Linked DNA regions of Sus scrofa: region 1 is linked to region 2. A link is a contact called in public HiChIP or PLAC-seq data. All regions are on one chromosome and are shown on one strand. The core of a region is the stretch at or near the end of the contact, and the rest is flanking DNA. Distances in the headings are between cores, read along the strand shown.

Region 1 (5,481 bases), core at 2,971-5,470, 68 kb after region 2:
CATGTGGAATCGCTTAAACTTAATTATCAGACGATGAGATTAAACCCCCTTATTTTATAGCTGAAACATTTTACCCAAGGTCACCAGCAGGTGCAAAGCTAGGATTTCAATCTAAACATTCTGACCGATGTCTATCTGGCATATTTTTCTCAGTCTAGTCCACATTCACCCAAAATTGAAAGAAACGAATGAAGCACTCCTGCTCGTGGTCAGCTAAGTCTTTTTATTATGCGGGTTTTTTTTGTTTCCTTTTTGGGGCCGAACCTGTGGCCCATGGACGTTCCCAGGCTAGAGGTTGAATCAGAGCTGCAGTTGCCAGCCTACACCACAGCCACAGCAACACCGGATCTGAGCTGCATCTTTGACCTACACTGCAGCTTATGGCAATGCTGAATCCTTAACCTGCTGAGCAATGCCAAGGATCGAACCTGGGGTCCTCATGGATATGAGTCGGGGTCTTAACCTACTGAGCCACAACATGAACTCTTCAATTTTATCCTATAGAAAAGTGCCTTTCTTCCTGCATTCTGGATATGGGCAGGAAGTTAACTTTGTGTCCATCAAACTCTCGTTTAACATTTACCATTATCGGAGTTCCCGTGGTGGCTCAGTGGTGAACAAATCTGACTAGGAACCATGAGGTTGCGGGTTCAATCCCTGGCCTTGCTCAGTGGGTTAAGGATCTGACGTTGCCATGAGCTGTGGTGTAGGTCGCAGACGTGGCTCGGATCCTGAGTTGCTGTGGCTGTGGCGTAGGCTGGTGGCTACAGCTCTGATTAGATCCCTAGCCTGGGCCTCCAGATGCCGAGGGAGCAGCCCTAGAAAAGGCAAAAAGACAAAATAAAATAAAACAAAATAAAATAAATAAAAAAATAAAATAAAATAAAATTTACCATTATCTTGTCCTCCTTCCTTCTCTCTTTGATCTGGGATATACAGAATCCACCCTGCCAGGGAGGGCTTGGAGAAGTGCTACATCTGTTTGGGGGTATCCAAATCTTGCTATAAAAATCAATGATACCACAAGGACCTACTGTACGGCCCAGTGAACTACACTCAATATTTTGTAATAACCTATTAGGGAAAAGAATAAATACACATGTAAAATATGTATATATAATGAATAGCTTTGTTGTACTTTTTTTTTTTTAAATCTTTTTAGGGCCACACTGGCGGCAAATGGAGGTTCCCAGGCTAGGGGTCGAATCGGAGCTGCAACCAGCCTATGCCACAACCATAGCCATAGAAATGCCAGATCGGACCCAGTTTGTGACCTACCCCACAGCTCACAGCAGCACCAGATCCTTAACCCACTGAGCAAGGCAAGGGATCAAACCTGCATCCTCATGGATGCTAGTCAGATTTGTTTTCGCTGAGCCATGACGGAAATTCCACTTTGTTGTACTTCTGAAACTAACACAATATTGTAAATAAATTATACTTGAACAACAAAAAAAATTTTTTCTTGGCCGGGCCTGCAGCATGCGGAAGAGGGCCAGGGATCAAATCTCAGCCACAGCAGCAACCCCAAGCCTTGGCAGTGGGCTGGTCCCCCCACCCCCACCCCCCATCCCCCGCAAACTCCAAAAATGATTTTAAATGAAAAGGATTTCTTGCGGCACAGTTGGTTAAGGATCCAGCTATGGGTCACTTCTGTGGCGCAGGTCCCATCCCTGGCCAGGAACTTCCATAGGCCAGGGGCAAGGCCCTAAATAAATAAATAAATAAATAAATAAATAAATAAACAAATAAATAAAATAATACAGTCACTACATACATCCCCAAAATACTTATTTTCAGAAAAGTGTGGACTGTGTTTGGGAAGAAATGACAATTTCCTAAAATGTGTGTACATATGTGTATAAATGTATTCCTATACACATCTGTACAGAGGCTCAAGTATCATATATATATATATATATATATATATATACACATATGCACACACATATTTATTGCAAGCAAGCGAAGTCTTTATTATAGGAAAACAAATAGCTCCCAGGGAGCTCCCGTCGTGGCGCAGTGGTTAACAAATCCGACTAGGAACCATGAGGTTGCAGGTTCGATCCCTGGCCTTGCTCAGTGGGTTAAGGATCCGGTGTTGCCATGAGCTGTGGTGTGGGCGGCAGACTTGGCTTGGATCCCGCGTTGCTGTGGCTCTGGTGTAGGCCGGTGGCTACAGCTCCGATTCGACCCCTAGCCTGGGAACCTCAAGAAAAGGCAAAAAGACTAAAAAATAAATAAATAAATAAATAAATAAAAATAAAAATAGCTCCCAGGACAGGCTGAGGGAGGAAAGAATGGTCCCCCTCTCTATTATCCTATAGGGGTTTTTATCCCTTAAAGATGGGGGTTACCAATGTGGGGTCCAGAAAGATGTGGTTTTCTCCTATTGGCCTTGCCCAGTTACCTATATCAGTCCTTGTCCTATAAGGGTCTTAGGGGTGGAAATGTCCCATAAGTCTCATGGTTTCTTGCCCTTCTCTTCCGGTAGCCTGAGTCACAGGGGGTTAGAGATTCCTGTCCCCATCTGGGCATAGGTACACTCCCTGTGGTCAACAAGGCCTGTGGGGATGTGACTCCCTGGAGCCCATAAGCCACAAATATTAATCAATAGCCATAGCAAAGACTGCATCGAAGCCCATGCGCCCACACTGACTGCCTGAGTTATGATTCTGCCGAAAGCTCACAGGTTTATCTTCATTGTCAACAAGCACTTATTAACTTAAAATCACGACAGATGTTTTATTGAAACAGTGCAACTATGGGCAAATTTCCTCCAGTTAAGATAAGAGATTTACATATTTAATCATGTCTATTCCTCTTCTGAAACACTATCTGAAATATTTTTCTGGATAGAACCCCTGCCTCCTGGGAGATTACGTATGCACAACTTCTATTTTATTATCTCAACCCAAGTTTGTTTAAAATATGACAGATCACTAATTAATGCCACAATCTTCTAAGTCCTCAATCCTTAAACCTACAGCACAATGTTATAATAAACAAAATCCAAACGCACAAGACAATACTGCATTCAATCGGGATATTTTAAAAGTGACGCTTTTACCTATTTCCCAAGTTTGTATCACTTCATTCAACTCATAATCTGTACTACCAAATAATGCAAGGCTTAATAAAGCAGCTACAGAAAAACCCCAGATAAGGACAAATGATAAATTTTGCAGAAAGCTCCAGGAAATGAAAAGATAATCCTTCAGAACCATTTAGGTTGATTATGTTTCTATTAATGATGTCAGAATCCACTTATCTACGTCCAGAAAACATTTGTTAACAACAGTATATTTTAAATAAATTGGATTCAAAATGATTAATGCCTATACTTAATTGGTGAGCAATGGAAACTGTCTATACAAACAGCAATTTTCAAGAGATGAGCATTGAAAAAAATTCAGCTCTATGCCCGTTAAAGGAGGTGACCATAATTTTTTTTTTTTTTTTTAATAAAGGCTTCCTGGAACCATGATGTGGCAGGTTCGATCCCTGGCCCTGCCTCGCTCAGTGGGTTAAGGATCTGGTGTTGCCATGAGCCGTGGTGTAGGTCATAGACATGGCTCAGATCTGGCGTTGCTGTGGCTGTGGGGTAGGCCGGCAGCAGTAGCTCAGATTAGACCCCTAGTCTGGGAACCTCCATATGCTGCAGGTGGGGCCCTAAAAAGACAAAAATAAAATAAAGTAATAAAATAATAATATAATAAAATAAAATAATAGAATAAAATAAAAACGCTTCCTGTTTCCCTCTCCTCCACCTTCAGGGCTAATGTGCATTCCTCCTCAGATCATATATTTTGGACAAGTAGAACTACCACAGCCAAGGATTACCTCTTCTGCACATAAATGGGAAGCCTTAAGCAGTACTTTTAAAAACTTTTATGAAAAAAAAAAGGAAAAAGAAACCCTCCTTTATGTAACATTCTCTAATTTGTTCTATATAATACCTGCCATATTTTAAATACTTATTAAAATACTTTTAAAATACATACACGCTTCAGAGTTAAAAGCAATAAACACACCTATTTCCTGATTTGTCACCTGTCAAGTCCTAGGAAGATATTTAATTATAAAATGACATGCTAACGATAAGCCAGGTTATCTGAGCATCTATTGAAGATCACGATGACATGTCACATCCTCGTCCTCGGTCAATGAACTCTGTGGTGATGAAGATGAGGAAGTGTCTGCACGACATCCCATCATTTCAGGGCCTGAGGGCGCCAGCCCAGGGTACTGGCAAGCGTGTTAGTCTCAGACAGACTCAGGTTTCACTTCTCACGGGCCTCCTCCTGTCTTTTGGTGACTTAGCCACAAAGCCAATTTCTTCATCCTTAAAATGGGAATGAATGATCCTTCGAACTGTAACTCAGGTAGGGCCCCTGGGGGGGCTCCTGGTACACAAGCCGTTCTGGGTCCTTCATTTCTTGTTTTTAGGCAATAAGCCTCAGCCTCCACCACCTTCCCTGAGTTCCAAAGAGCAGCTGCTAATCAGGGAAAGAGGAGATGGGAGCCCAGGGGGGAGCCGTCAAGAGACAATAGTGCAGCTGGGGGGCAGGGTCCTGGTTCCTCCTTAAGTCTTAGGGCCTTTCTGCAGAATTTAAACCCAGTACACATGGAAGAAGTACTTGATGAAGCATTCTTCCTTCCAGGAAGAAGAAGGACCACCAGAACCACTCCTGTGGGCCACTAAACACCAACTTTGAACGACACCGCAAGCTTGCCTCAACCCTGATCCTTTTTTGCAACCCGATTTTTCACTCCCCAAACTATGAAACCACCTCCTAATCCCTTCCAAAGGGGACACAGTCTTTAAGGCTTAGGCTGCTGTGGCCCCCGTCGCCTGCCAAAGCAATAAAACTATCTTTTTCTCCTTCACCCAAAACTCCTGTCTCCACGTTTCTGTTTGGCAACGGTGGACAGAGGCCAAGCTGTTTGGTGAGGCTTGAAAAAGTCACTGAATGTCAATCAACCGGCATGGTCGATACATGAACAGCATGATAAAACCTGACTGGAACCTGTGCAGCCTCTGGCAAGTCAATGACATGCACACTGTTTGCAGGTTCCTCCTGGAGAGTTGACCTTAGCAACAGTGGACGGAGCACAAGGTCAAGGGCCATCAGCTGAAATGCACCTGGGCTCAGAGTCTCAGCTCTTCCCCTTTATTCTCTGTGTGGCATGGATAAATCCCTACACCTTCTCAAGCCCCAGGGTTCTCATCTGCAAAACAGGCATCACAGCATCACCCTCTTAGGATGGTTGTGATGATTCAACACATCCATGTGTTTCACTTTCTACAATTAGTCCATGGAAAGCACTGTTAAACACGAACACTGTCGGACAAGTTTTCAGAAAATGTTACCCATTACTTTTACTTTTATTTATTTATTTATTTATTTTGTCTTTTTTTTGCCTTTTCTAGGGCTGCTTCCCGAGGCATATGGAGGCTCCCAGGCTAGGGGTCGAATC
Region 2 (5,039 bases), core at 930-3,429:
AGCAGCATCAATTTTTTTTTGCATGGCAGGTTATAAATACCTTCTTCCCTCTTTCCACCCCCGTAGCGGGCTAATGGAGATGCTGAAGAATAAATCACATTGGAACACTAGCACCTATTGCCCATAAACTCACAACCCTAAAGAGTCGTGGGATCTGTTAGGACTTGATTACAACCACTTTCCAATTTCTCTGGAGAGTGAAGAACTGGGCTTTCTCTCTGAGGTTGGGGGGGGTGGGGGGCGGCAGGGATGCAGCTCATGGAAGAAGGCGGAAAAACAGCCTGAATACAAAACAAAGTTAGTACTGCTTTACAAAGGCCAGTGAAGTGGTGCTTGGGTTCCCCTTCTCTTCTTGCCCCTTGGGCACGTGCTCTTGAGGGGCCTCAAGACAAAAAGCCTGCATGCCAGCCCTGCCAGGACCTCCAACCCATAGCAGCCTGTGCTTCCAGGAGCTGGGACCCCTGGGCGTGAGTCCTGCAGTCCCAGCCACTTGACCAGGGGGCTATAAAGGCAGACTCAAGGCAAACTCAGTGGTTTGAATGGCATTGCTTTAAAAAACAAAACCAAAGAGAAAAAAAAAAAAAAAATTTAACAGGTAGGCCACAAAGAATTTAAACGCAAGTCTGACCTCACTGCCAAATGTTCCATGTAGATCTTTGACACTTTTATTTTTAATTTTTTCCTCTTTTCTGGCCCCCTTGTAGCATAGAGAAGTTCCTGGGACAGGGATCAAATCTGAACCTGAGCTGGACCTACACCACAGCTGCAGCAATGCTGGATCCTTTAACTTCCTGTACCTGGCTGGGGATGGAAGGGGCACCTCCACAGAGACAATGGGATCATTAACCCCCTGGGCCACAGCAGGAACTCCCTTTTGATACTTTTTTTTTCTTTTTAGGGCTGCACCCACAGCATAGGGAAGTTCCAGGCTAGGAGTCCAATTGCAGCTGTCAGCCTACGCCACAGCCACAGCAACAGAGGATCCCAGCTGTGTCTGCAACCTACACCACAGCTCATGGCAATGCTGGATCCTTAACCCACTGAGCGAGGCCAGGGATCGAACCTGCGTCCTCATGGATGCTAGTCAGATTCATTTCTGCTTAGCCACATGGGGAACTTCTATCCTCAACTCTTCAACAATCTGCCTCCCTACCCCTTCCCCAACCAGTGCTCTCTCCTGCACCCTGAGTCACAGGGCAGCCCATCCCTATATGGCACTTGCTGTTTTCTGGCCCATTTCCTCTTCTCCCAAGACCATAATTCCTTCAGGACCGAGAGCTGGCAGGTGCACCTTCTGTCTCCTGACGCCCTAGGTGCAAAGCCCCTCCAGGAGCCCAGGTACAACGCTGGTGTCCTGCTCTTGAATTCTGAATCTATAATCCTAAAAACTGCCTCACTGTAATTCCACAGAACCGCACAGCAGCCAGGGGTGCAGAATGCCTGTGTTTGAGTCTTGGTTCCAGCCTAGTAGTACCTAGGGAACTTTGGGCTTACTTACCCCTTAACGACTCTGCCTCAGCTTCCTTATCTGTAAAGTGGGTAGAATATAGTGCCTGCCTGGGAGGGCTGTTGGGATGGAGGGGGAAGGATGAAGAACAGTACCTGGCAATAGCAAAGCTTCAATAACTGTGAGCTATGATCTTCCACAATGGGAGTCATTGTCTTTAGCTCACGATTGCTTAAATCTCAAAGCACTGCAGTATCACCCCAAAATGTCACCTCTCATGATGGCTTGGGGAAAAGAGCCCTAAAAGAAAAAGGAAAACTGGAGTTCCCACTGTGCTTAGCAGATGAAGGACCCGACTAGGATCCATGAGGATGCGAGTTCGATCCCTGCCCTCAGTGGGTTAAGGATCTGGTGTTGCCATGAGCTTCGGTGTAGGTTGCAGATGTGGCTTGGATCTGGCGTTGCTGTGGCTGTGGTATGGGGGGCAGCTGTAGTTCTGATTGGACCCCTAGCCTGGGAATTTCCATGTGTCATGGGTGAGACCCTAAAAAGCCAAAAAAAAAAAAAAAGAAAGAAAGAAAGACAAAGAAAACACACACACACAGAGCAGGGCTATACTCTGTTAAAATGTGTAAAACTATTTCTAAATCTGGCGGCTGGCTCTTCCCCTTCCTCTCTCTGCCCCACCCAGAGGGAAAGCAGCTGCTCCCAGCGCTGGGGGGGGCAGGGAAGGAGTCCCAGTTGAGCCAGAGGGTGTGTGGGAGGCACACACAGGGACCATGGGGAAGGGGCTCCATGTGACTCGGTGATGGGTATTTCCCTAGCGTCACCTCCTCCGGTGCCCAGCAGGCGGAGGACAGACTCATGGAGAAGAATTTCTTCTCTAAAACAGTGATCTGCTTTGTGAAGCCTAATTCCACTTGGACTGTTGGATAATTGCTGTTCCTAGACAGCTGGTGCCCCCTCCCTCACGCCCCCACTCTCCACCCTGAATTTGGCCACTTTGGGGGAAAATGCCTCTTCTCCAATCTTCCCCCCGGCTGAAAAAAATAATTTGCATGGGCTTTTTTTTCTTTTTTTTTTGGCAAGGGCTTATAAATTGTGGGCTCCCAGAGTAACAGCCTGATCCAGCTTCCAGGATACGCTCTGGGCAGGAGGCAAGTAAATGCACACAGAGAAGCAAGGCCAGCCCTGCCCCCCTCTTGGGAGACTGCCTGTCACTCCAGGTTCCCTCCTGTGATAAACACAGGAGGTTCCTCAGTGGCTGACACCCAGACAATATGGTTCCATGGATGGAGGACGTAACTTCCTTCCTGGAAAACAGAAACTCACCGTATATTAACATTAAACTTGAAACACAATATAAGCCATCCTCACTTTTTGCGGGATCCACATTTGCGAGGTCACCTACTCACTAAAATGCATTTGTAACCTAAAACTCAACACTCACAGTGCTTTTTGTGCTCATTTATGGATTTGAGTAGCCAGATGTCCGTGTTCCCAGCTGAGGTTGGTCAAGGCCTTCTTATTTCAGCTCTCATACTGTAAACAGGGTCCCTTTTATTTATTTGTTTATTTTTGGGGGGGTCTTTTTGCCGTTTCCTGGGCCACTTCCCGCGGCACATGGAGGTTCCCAGGCTAGGGATCAAATCGGAGCTGCAGCCACCGGCCTACACCAGAGCCACAGCAACTCAGGATCCAAGCTGCGTATGCAACCTACACCACAGCTCACAGCAACGCCGGATCGTTAACCCACTGAGCAAGGCCAGGGATTGAACCCGCAACCTCATGGTTCCTAGTTGGATTCGTTAACTACTGCGCCACGACGGGGACTCCAACAGTGTCCCTTTTATGATTTGTGCGCCCCTGTGAGTTTTGCATTTTGTGTTTTTTTGTTGGGGATTTCGCTATTTAAAAATGGCCCCCGAGGAGTTCCCGTTGTGGCTTAGCGGGTTGAGGACCTGATGTTGTCTCTGTGAGGATGCGGGTTCGATCCCAGTGGGTTAAGGATCTGGCACTGCTGCAAGCTGCAGTGTGGGTTGCAGACAGAGGCAGCTGGGATCCTGTGTTGCTGTGGCTGTGGCTGTGGCTGTGGCCCCGGCCCGCAGCTGCAGCTCCACTTCGACCCCTACCCCAGGAACATGCACGTGCTTCAGGTGCGGCTGTTAAAAAAAAAAAAAAAGGTCCCCAAGGGTGGGGCTGAAGTATTGTCCAGTGTTCTTTAAGCTCAGAGGCCATGGTGTGCCTTACAGAGAAAATTTTTGTGTGATGAAAAGCCACGTTTGGCAGGGGTTACCGTGCTGTTGGCCATTGCGTTCAGTGTTAGCGAAAAAGCAATATATACTAAGCAAGGCGTCTTTGAACAGAAACACACATCAAACAAAGTTATGCATTGATCTGTTGGTGAAAATGCTGTAACCAGAGGCTCACAGGAACCCAACCCTGTACTTTTCTCCAGGACCAATGGTTCAGTGTTTGTGGTGGCTTCACAGAATGTAGCTACCACAAATAATGAGAATTGACTGCATGTCGTTTTTTTTTTTTTAAATACCACTAACATTCTCTGTCATTTAATGAGAGTTTGCTGCAGTAGGTACAGATAACCACACTCATTTTAAAATGAAAACTTTCAACTCACTATAAAAAAGTTATTAACCTCTAAGACAATGAGACCCATCCCTGCTTGAAAGAGTTATCTATTAAAAAAAATGTGTTTCAAACATAATCACAAATTTTATTAAAAATGATTTTTTGGGGGGGCTGCATCCATGACATGTGGAAGTGCCTGGACTAGGGACTGACTGGGTGACATAGCAGCAAACAGAGCTACAGCAGTGACAAAGTCAGATCCTTAACCCACTGAGCCACCAGGGAACTTCCCAAAGAGAACTTCTGCTAAAAGGCACAAAGCTTCATACAGAACAACTTGCTGGCTCATTTCTTTGTCTAGTTTACATATCTAATTTAAGCAGTACCCTTGGAGTCACTCAGTGAACTGTATCCAGGATGCTATGCAAGGCGCTTTACACATATCACTTTTTTTTTGTCTTTTCTTGGGCCGCACCCACAGCACACAGCGGGTCCCAGGCTAGGGGTCTAATCACTGCTGTAGCCACCGGCCTACACCAGAGCCACAGCAATTCGGGATCCGAGCCGTGTCTGCAACCTACACCACAGCTCACGACAACGCCGGATCCTGAACCTGCTGAGCAAGGCCAGGGACCGAACCCGCAACCTTATGGTTCCTAGTCGGATTCGTTAACCACTGCGCCACGAAGGGAACTCCACATATTACCTTATTAATAATCACAACTAGGAGATTCACAGGATCACTGTCTCTTCTATTAATGAGAAAACCAAGCTGCAGAGAGATTTTTGACAATTGCTGTAAATCATCCAACATGTACTCTGCATAATTGAGAAATGAATCCAAACACAAGAGTATGTTCTTCCCATGCTCTATTCACTGAGCACAGCTGCCCTGCTGGGCTTGTATCCATTTCATCTGAGATACAAGCTACCCCTAGGAATCCACAGACAAGACTAGAGCATCTGCAGGAAGCTTTGAGACAGAAAGGCAAAAAGAGGAGAC

What was found. HiChIP or PLAC-seq counts read pairs in DNA pulled down with a chosen protein or histone mark.
Region 1: a contact with region 2 is called in an H3K27ac HiChIP or PLAC-seq map of alveolar macrophages. The contact joins two enhancer-like sites. A contact is called at or near these places in 2 of 47 Hi-C or Micro-C datasets (fetal heart ventricle and heart right ventricle) and 1 of 2 datasets of contacts at active chromatin or transcription factors (alveolar macrophages).

Annotation. Positions count from the first base shown.
Region 1 is chr10:27,900,856-27,906,336 of Sscrofa11.1, forward strand. The region is part of intron 2 of DAPK1 (death-associated protein kinase 1); the gene reads right to left. Among named protein-coding and RNA genes, the nearest start is that of DAPK1, 51 kb to the right of the region's middle. Within about 2 kb of position 4,221, at least 2 of the 83 cell types and tissues checked have an H3K27ac peak or open chromatin away from gene starts, as enhancers often do. A contact at or near this core is called in alveolar macrophages, where this site is marked.
Region 2 is chr10:27,834,797-27,839,835 of Sscrofa11.1, forward strand. All of the region lies in intron 2 of DAPK1 (death-associated protein kinase 1), which reads right to left. Among named protein-coding and RNA genes, the nearest start is that of DAPK1, 120 kb to the right of the region's middle. Within about 2 kb of position 2,180, at least 19 of the 83 cell types and tissues checked have an H3K27ac peak or open chromatin away from gene starts, as enhancers often do. A contact at or near this core is called in alveolar macrophages, where this site is marked.